Regions from separate parts of the Mus musculus genome. Here region 1 is linked to region 2. Evidence: chromatin contacts called from public HiChIP or PLAC-seq data. All regions are on one chromosome and are shown on one strand. The core of a region is the stretch at or near the end of the contact, and the rest is flanking DNA. Distances in the headings are between cores, read along the strand shown.

Evidence for each region. HiChIP or PLAC-seq counts read pairs in DNA pulled down with a chosen protein or histone mark.
Region 1: a contact with region 2 is called in a FOXA1 HiChIP or PLAC-seq map of pancreatic cancer cells. The contact joins the enhancer-like site here to the promoter of Gfra4 in region 2. A contact is called at or near these places in 8 of 39 promoter capture datasets (the C10 cell line, cranial neural crest, embryonic stem cells and 5 more), 2 of 15 datasets of contacts at CTCF or cohesin (embryonic stem cells and large pre-B cells), 7 of 484 Hi-C or Micro-C datasets (B cells, the G1E-ER4 cell line, differentiating embryonic stem cells and 3 more), 9 of 115 datasets of contacts at active chromatin or transcription factors (embryonic basal ganglia, embryonic hindbrain, embryonic stem cells and 4 more) and 2 of 9 other capture datasets (adipose tissue and liver).

What each region holds. Positions count from the first base shown.
Region 1 is chr2:131,434,601-131,439,065 of GRCm38.p6, reverse strand. It overlaps the pseudogene Gm14304. Among named protein-coding and RNA genes, the nearest start is that of Smox, 55 kb to the left of the region's middle. Within about 2 kb of position 2,730, at least 76 of the 459 cell types and tissues checked have an H3K27ac peak or open chromatin away from gene starts, as enhancers often do. A contact at or near this core is called in pancreatic cancer cells and uterus, where this site is marked.
Region 2 is chr2:131,040,034-131,044,472 of GRCm38.p6, reverse strand. It overlaps Gfra4 (glial cell line derived neurotrophic factor family receptor alpha 4), which reads left to right and starts at 1,791. Exons shown (of 6, transcript NM_020014.2): 1 at 1,791-1,863; 2 at 2,715-3,078; 3 at 3,132-3,241; 4 at 3,323-3,457; 5 at 3,998-4,074; 6 at 4,148-4,439. The coding sequence starts at 1,791. The coding sequence ends at 4,297. It overlaps Mir6973b (microRNA 6973b), which reads left to right and starts at 4,075; the gene lies at 4,075-4,154.

The DNA of each region.
Region 1 (4,465 bases), core at 1,481-3,980, 390 kb before region 2:
CATGTGATCCATCCAATAGCCGACTGTGAGCATCCACTTCTATGTTTGCTAGGCCCAGGCATACTCTGACAAGAGACAGCTATATCAGGGACCTTTCAGCATAATCTTGCTAGTGTATGCAATGGTGTCAGCATTTGGAAGCTGATTATGGGATGGATCCCCGGATATGCTAGTGTCTACATGGTCCATCCTTTTATCTCAGCTCCAAACTTTGTCTCTGTAACTCCTTCCAAGGGTGTTTTGTTCCCACTTCTAAGGAGGGGCATAGTGTTCACACTTCAGTCTTCATTTTTCTTGAGTTTCATGTGTTTAGGAAATTTTATCTTATATCTTGGGTATCTTAGGTTTTGGGCTAATATCCACTTATCAGTGAGTACGAGATCTCCCTATCTTAATCTTCTGGAATCCATAGCCACTACGCCTCAAGATCTCCATACCAAGATCCAGGTCAGAAACTTCTATCTCCCAGCCTCCAGATTAGGGTCACTGGAGAGCCTTCCAATTCTGGATTGTAGTTCATCCCAGATACAATCAAGTTGACAACCAGGAATAGCCACTACACCTGAGTTCACAGCTGTAGTGGTATTTGTGGCCTTTAAAACATCCCAGAGAGGGTGTAAGTCTTTAATCCAGTGGGTAATAAAATTAAGTCTTTGTGGTTTAACAGCCAAATTCACAAAGGGAACCCCACAGACCTTCTTACTCTCCTTATAGCATGGTTAATGTGGCTAACATGCAGTAGAACAAAGCCTTTATGGATTGAAACCATTCTAGATGGTTTATTTAAGAAGGGGATGACACTACTCCTGCACTGATAGTCTACTAGTCCACCTGAAAAGAGTAGACAGTGCCTCTCAGTAGATTGAACCAATTCTGAGTTGTGGTCTTGCTCATAAAGGCCCCCATATCAATATCATTGAAATTATAGTCCACGAAGCCTCTAAAACACATTTTGCTGTTTTATAAAGGGCTGATGCACCTGCTCAGCACCATCCCAACTGCTGCTTAGTCAGCCTTCTGACTCCTGTAGAGAGCTGCAATTTACAATTACCACCTTCCTCAAGGTTTGTCAGCATCTCTGCTATCATAGTCTTTGCAAGCAAGAGCCTGGCCACACCCAAGTTTCTCTATGGCATCAGTGATGTTATGTTAGTTCACTAGGGGGACCATCACAAAGTACCACAAATGGGTGATGTCTTAATTTGTTTTCCAATGCTGCAGCAAACATGACAGCTAAGAGCAGCTGGAGGAGGGGAGTTACAAGTCATAGCCCATCACTGGAACTTGGAGGCAGGAGCTGATACAGAGGCTATGGAGTGGTGTTCCCCATGGCTTGCTCAGCCTTCTTTCTTACACAATCCAGGGCCACCTGTTCAGGAGTGGCATTAACTACAGTAGGGTAGGCCCTGCTACATTAATTATGAATCAAGAAAATGCCCTGTGCAGACTTGCCTACAGGTCGATCTGATAGAGACAGTTCCTCAGCTGACATCTTTCAGAAAACCCTAGCTGTGAACCCCTTCTTAAATAAACCCTCTATGATGGCTTCAATCTATGAAGGCCTTGTCCTGCTGCATGTTAGCCACATCAACTACCTTGTAAGGAGAGTATCCGCTGTGTCAGTTTGGTGGAACACTACTCAGCACAAGTGGCTTGAACAATGGAAATTTGTTTTCTTGAAATTTGGAAGTGAAAAGTCATTGCTATAGAGTTGTCTCATCTGGGGCTGTGTTTTTGGTTTGTGGATGGTCACTTTCTTCCCTCCTGTGACTTTGCATGGTCTCTCTGTATGTCCACATCCAGATTTCTTATGTGGACACCAACCATACTGTCTCAGGCAGGGCTCACTTCTGTCATTTTAACTAAATCACCTCTAAACCCTGTCTCAAATTATTTCAAATTCTGAGTCATTGGGGTTAGGATTTTGGGATATAGAGCCAGCCCCTAAGAGGAAAAGTCTCCAAGAGTTACCCCTGAAGCAACTGAATTAAGTCAGGAGGGCTTAGGTCAGTGGTACAGAATACTTTCTATTATTAAAGATGCAGAAACAACATAAAGGCGACTGTCACATTGAGGTTCCCAAAGCCCTATCTCCTTGGGAAGGATGTTCCTTTGAGTACTTAAGGTTTTAAGGTCCTGTTCCCCCAGAAGCCCTGCCCACTCTCACAGGCATCTCTGTACTCAGCTCTGGAAACCATAGGCACCTGATGAGGACCCGTAGGCCCTCCAAGTACAGTCTCCAGACTCACAGAAAAGAGCATTCTCGGGCCACCTCAGACCTACAGTCAGAGTCAGGATCTCAGTGTGGCGTTAATCAACCCTACAGGTGTCTGAGACCTGTGGTTGAGGGGCTCAATTCTGATGGCTACAACATGGAGCAGCACAGAGGAACTCAAGGCAGCCAGGGCTGATTGACAGCTCCCACGATGGCAGAAGCCTCCATCCGCCCTAGTCAGCTTTAACTGTAAACTCTCGGCACAGCCTAGAGTCACCTGGGAAGGGAGTGCCAATTGAGAGATTGCCCAGATAAGATTGGCTTGCGGAGATGATTGTGGGGGAGCACCCTGTTTATTAATAGATGGAAGAGAGTCCAGGCCTCAGTGAGCAGCACCATTGCCTGGGCAGGTATTCCTGAACTGTATGAGAAAGCTAGCTAAACATGGGTCTGTGAGTGAGCCGTTAAGCAATGCCCCTCTATGGTTTCTGTTTCAGGTTCCTGCTTAGAGTCCTGCCTTGCCGTCCCTCAATGACAGACTGCAACCAGGAAGTATACGCCAAGTAAACTGTTTCCTCCCCTGAGCTGCATTTGGTCAGTGATTCATCAAAGCAACGGAAAGGAAATCCCCACCCCACGCCACCCCACCCCACCCCAAACATTCCCAGGTACAGATCGTTGCCTGAACACGTATTTTCGTTTTTCTTGCATATGCCCAAGAGTGCAATTGTGGAATCTTATGTTAATGTTGTCCATGGTTTAACTATTTAGGGAACTACTAGTTAGTGTCCAAAACGGCTGCCCAGCAGGGTATGAAGGGCTCCTGTTTCTGTTCATCTTCAGCAATGCTTGTCACTTCCTAACTTTTCATTGTGAATATGATTGCTCACCTGCTTCTGTTTTCATTTCCATCGTGGCTAATGATGCTGCGTATCATGTGCTTACTAGCCAACGGTCTTGAGCAAGAGAGCAGTTGATCTCTCTCACTGAAGCCATCAGATCTCCTGAAGCTGGAGTTTGGGCAACTGTAAGCTACTTAACACATGTAAGCTAGGAACCAAACCCAGGTCCTCTGCAAGAGCAGTCCATACTCTTAGTCACTAAGCCTTCTCTCTAGCCCCTTAGGTATTATTTTGGAGCTGTTGTGAATATATTGCTTTCTTGATTTCATACTATGTTTGTTGTTATTTATTTCCTATCACTGTTAATGCCTGGATAAAATATTAAGGCCTAAATGGATCGTTAAAACCTAGGTAAGATTTAAGGCCTAGGTAATTGTTACGTGGATAGCCTGCCAGTTTCTAAAGAAACTTTCTCATATATTTCTGCTGTTGCTAGGATACTTTCTAATGCCATGATTGATTACATACTCTGTTATGTTCTGTGCCCTTGGAAACCATTCACAATAAAAGTCAATAGAACTGTTTTGTATGGTTACCCACAATAAGCTTGGACCCGAGTCAACCACCCAACAATACTTCCTGTGACTATAAAGCTGCCCCAGGATAGACCCCAACATAAGACTTCCATTTTGAGTAGTCTAGTGAAGTTTAAGTTCCCAAGACCCCCTGGGAACTGACATCTTACCTGGCAGAGAGAGACATGTACGTGGGTAACTGACATCTTGGTTGGTAAGTTAGGACATGAGTATTAGACAAGGCAAGTCTCTTGCCACAATTGAATACCCTAACCAATGGAAGCAGGATAAGTGTACAACAAAGACATATTCCTAAGGAAATCCCCTATCCCTCATCCTGTTTGGTGAAACAACTTAGCACAGATGTTTGTGGATTTGGGGCTTAAAAACCCTGTGGGATCTTAATTCAGGGTCATGGTTCAGTTCCCAAATCTGGACCATGGCCCTGGTGATCAATCCTGGGATCTATGCTCAATAAACTCTCCCTATCTGACTTCCATCAGTGCCCATGTGGTTTGTGAGGCAATCCCTGGACCCCAACAATCACTATGCAGGTATACCAGTGTATAGGAACTCTAGAGTATCGAGGAGAGCTGATTAGGAATAGGCATGTGAATATACTAGAAAAGCTAGTGTTTGGGGTATGTGACTTTATATCCTGACACTTAGCTGAAAACGTTTATTAATTTTAAGCATTTTTCTGCTGGAGTCTTTAGACATCTTAAGTATAGAATCCTATCATCTGCAGTTTGGAAGAATTTGATTCCTTTCCCTTTGAGCTCTCTCACTAGCCATTAGTTCCTCTCACTAGCTGTTAATCTCTTTCTATAGAC
Region 2 (4,439 bases), core at 542-3,041:
TGCCCAGCTCTTCCAGAGGAAGAGAGTTTGGTTTCCAGCAACCAGCCTTCCGAGAGCTGGTGCCCTCTTCTGGCCTCGGGTAACATGCATACAGACACATAAAATCTGCTTTACAATGCTGTCTTAATCTGACCAGAAGAAAATGTAAGACTAACTCAGTAGAAATAGTCCAGGAAATAACTAGTGAGAATTCTTATGAAAAATGGGGATAAGGTGAAGGAGAGTTTAAACATCCAGGGGAAGTTGGGACGGGCTTCCTAAAAGGGTTGCTCCCCTTCTCGAGGGAATGGTGGCAGGGTGGACCTTGAGAAGGTAAGGGAAATGGGACTCAGGAGTCAAAAATGCCTCTCTTCGAGCCCTCAGGAGGACTCCCAACTCTTGGTTACCCTTCCTATCCTGGAGTTAGATGTCAACTCGTGCTCTGTAAAATGGTTCCCGACGGCCTCTTGTTTGGTCTGTTTTTCCTGGGCAGTCAATTCTTTCCCTTTCCCACAGAATGACCCTGGTTAACACCAAGGTTCCTGGTGCAGAGGGCCTGGGGAGATGACATCATTGGTGAAGTTCCACACAAGCATGAGAACCCGAGTTCAACCCCCAGCAAAACCATTAAAAGCTGAGTGTAGCAACCCCACGTGTGTGTGTGTGTGTGTGTGTGTGTGTGTGTGTGTGTGTGTGTGTGTATGTGTGCATGTGCCTGTGTGGTGAGTGCATGCCTTGTCAGAGGCTTCCTGAGGAGAGACAACACACATGCCTCTTCATCTTAGACAGGCAACTGACACTGGGCCAGAGAAATAAATCCATCAAAGTTCAACTTGGCAAATACTTATTTGGGGGGAATTTGTTATTATTATTTTTACTCATTATTTGAGTTTATTGGAATTACTTACAGGGGTATAATTGTCAAAAATCACCCACTTAGACATGGGTGGTGAGCCTAGAGCAGTGCAGGGCTGGCGGGTAGCCTGCCTGCTGGGATGTCTTCTTTCAGCCGTTGCCTGTAACCCTGAGGAGAGGCCTTGTGAATCTCACATGTTTCAGCTCTTCTGGACTTGAGAGGTTTAATTCTTGCTTAATTTTTGAGTCTCAAGAAGTTCCCCTACCCCTGTCCCCAGGAGAAACTAACTGTTCCCACTAGGAGCCAATGGCTTGTGCACAGCAGGCAGTCCAGTACTCTGGATCTATCCAGTAACTTCAGGCCCTGGCTTAGTGACTTTGGATCCACCTGAAGGTGCTGTCCGGGGGTGGAGACAGAGTGAAGAGAGCAGGATGTTATTTCCTCTCTAAAGCTGGGAGTGCACCTGTCAGCAGGTGCCTGCTGCCTTCCAGGCTTAGCTGGTCCTAGGAAGAGACATCTGTCCAACTGGGGCTCTCTCTGCCAATCGTCATGGCCCACTGCATGGAGTCTGCACTGCTGCTGTTGTTGCTGCTGGGTGAGAGCCTGTCTCCTCCTTGGCCCTGGCCCTGGCCCCTGCCCTCTCTAGCCCTAACCATCAGGGACAAGGTGGGATTGTAAAAGTGACCAAAGAAAAGGCTGGGTTGCTGAAGGGATGCTCAAAATTGGCTTGTGCTTTGTGGCCGAGGATCTGTCGCAATATGCCACCCCCGCTGTGCAATGCCTTGTACCCCATCTTCCCATTCAGCTGAGCCACCCTTCCCAAATCTAGCCTTGATACCTGTGCCCCGGGGATTTTCTTTTTCCTTTCCTCCCCCTGACCAAATGTGGTCCTCAGAGCTCCTGCTCTTGGGAGTCCCCTACTGATTCATGGTGGCTCTTAGAGCAGAGACACGCCATGTTGAGAAGAGCACATTTGATGGATGAGAGGCCAGGTCAGGCGATTTTCCTGGGTCTGGGAAGCCAGAGAGGTAAGAAGGTGGGAAAAGGAAGTGTCATAAACCTGAATTTGGTGACTTGGCTGGATTTACGTATGTCCACTGGCAAGTTCGGACACAGCTGCTACTCCAACAGAGGCAGGCATTCTCTTTCCCCGGAATGGGTTGTCATCTGTGACATAAGTTATATAAGTCTTCACTGAAACTACTGATAAACGGTCAGGTCTGTCTCAGGACGGTCTGCCATCAGGGGTCTGGTCTGTCTGAATCTACTTCTGGAAGCCAGGGTCTGAATGTGCTGTTCAATATACAATACCTGTCGAGAATCCAATGCTCACAATCCCCTTCTGTGGTCCGGAGCCAGAGTCCCTCTCATTGAGCTGAGTTAGACCAATAAAGAAGCATGTGGACAGGGGTCAGGAGGCACAGGTCAGGATGGGAGGAGGGCCAGAAACCTGTAGATATACTCACGGGGTTTCCATGTGTCAGAGAAGGGACCATCCGCGTGTCAAGAGGAGAATGGGGAGTGCTATGATTAATGTGTCCATTAAGCCTCAGTGTCCTGTCAGGCAGAGCTGGGGAGGATAGTAGGGGCCCAGTAGCCCCTCTGTGGATGCATGGGCCATTTCTGGAGATGGTGGTGGAGGCTGAACCTCAGCTTCTGGGGAAAGGTCAGGCCCAATCTCTGAATACTGCATCCATTCACATCCTGGGTAGATAGATATCCCTAGTGCCTGCTCATGCCCCTTCTTCAAGATCAACGGGTCACGCCTATGGGCCACACTCTCTCCCCTTGGGTTTGGGTACCCCTTCCCCAAAAATTCAAGGGTGTGGAATGTGGAGAACCAAGCACGGAGGACTGCAGCCTGCCCGCCCTTCACCAGGGTCTGCGAGCTTTACCGACGGGAATCGCTGCGTGGACGCGGCCGAGGCGTGTACAGCAGACGAGCGGTGCCAGCAGCTGCGCTCTGAGTACGTGGCACGATGCCTGGGCCGGGCAGCGCCCGGGGGCAGGCCGGGACCCGGGGGCTGCGTGCGCTCCCGCTGCCGCCGAGCCCTGCGCCGCTTCTTCGCGCGTGGGCCTCCGGCGCTCACGCATGCGCTGCTCTTCTGCGGCTGCGAAGGCTCCGCGTGCGCCGAGCGCCGGCGCCAGACTTTCGCGCCCGCCTGCGCGTTCTCCGGCCCGGGGTTGGTGCCGCCCTCTTGCCTGGAGCCCCTGGAGCGCTGCGAGCGCAGCCGCCTGTGCCGGTGCGTGCGTGCGGGGCGGGCTGGGCCGCTCACCCGCGTCCGGGCGCGCGCAGGCCCCGTCTCCTTGCCTTCCAGGCCTCATGCGCTCCCGCGCCCGGCTCCCGCGACCGCTGCCCGGAGGAGGGGGGCCCGCGTTGTCTGCGCGTCTACGCAGGCCTCATAGGTAGGCTGGGCGGCCTCGGGCGGGCGGGACGGCGGAGGCAGACTCGGGGCGCCGGTCACACGCCCTGGGGGTCCCCCGCAGGCACCGTGGTCACCCCCAACTACCTGGACAACGTGAGCGCGCGCGTTGCGCCCTGGTGCGGCTGTGCGGCCAGTGGAAACCGGCGCGAAGAATGCGAAGCCTTCCGCAAGCTCTTTACAAGGAACCCCTGCTTGGGTGAGGGGGCCTGGAGGTCCCGGGGAACCACGGATGTCTGTGGCCCAATCCAAGCTGCCTGGCCCGTGGGTCTTATTTACGTCGCATCATGTTTGGTGTGGGCGATGGACAGTGTGCACATGCCATGGTACATGGGTGGAAGTCAGCGTTAAAACGTGTCCAATGGCCTGAAGTTGGCCTCCCTTTTGACACTAATGGGGTGGCCCTTTCTTCCATGTGTGCCCAACTTACCTCTGCTGTTCTTGCCTCTGGGTGGAATGGCTCAGTTCCAGATTTCTGGGGGTCTGTTTGAAGCCTGTCTCTGCCACTTAGTAGCTGAGAGTTAAACTCTTATTAATCCCGATTGTGTTCACCTGTAAAGGGAGAGGGGGCAGCCCTTGTCAACCTCACTAGCAGTTTGTGGGTCATTCTTAGCACAGTGACCTTCCATCTCAGGCCATGCCTTGCAGGTTCCAGGGTGTCTTATTTTTTGTCCCAAGGGAGTGGGGTAGTTTCTAGGGTTTCCTGGCCAAGCCTTCTCTGGATCTCTGCACTCCGCAGATGGTGCCATACAAGCCTTTGACAGCTTGCAGCCATCAGTTCTGCAGGACCAGACTGCTGGGTGCTGTTTCCCGCGGGTAGGTATGGGGAGAGGACAGGGAGTTGACAGTTTCCGAATCCTTCCCATCTGTGCTCTCTTACCCTTCCTAGGCAAGGCACGAGTGGCCTGAGAAGAGCTGGAGGCAGAAACAGTCCTTGTTTTGTCCTAACGCCCAAGGTGTCCTGGCTGTATGCACTCACTGCCCTGGCTCTCCAGGCCCTGCTCTGATTAGGAACATGAACCGTGGACGACACAGCTGACTGCCATGTCTCCCGATGACTGCTCACTGAGCTGAAACTCCCTTGCCCTCAGGTCTGCTGCCCTTTGCAGGCCTGGACCCCTGTGTGGCTGTCCTCTGGATTGGGGGCTGGAGGCTAGGGTCTGACTGAAAAGCCTGTGTTC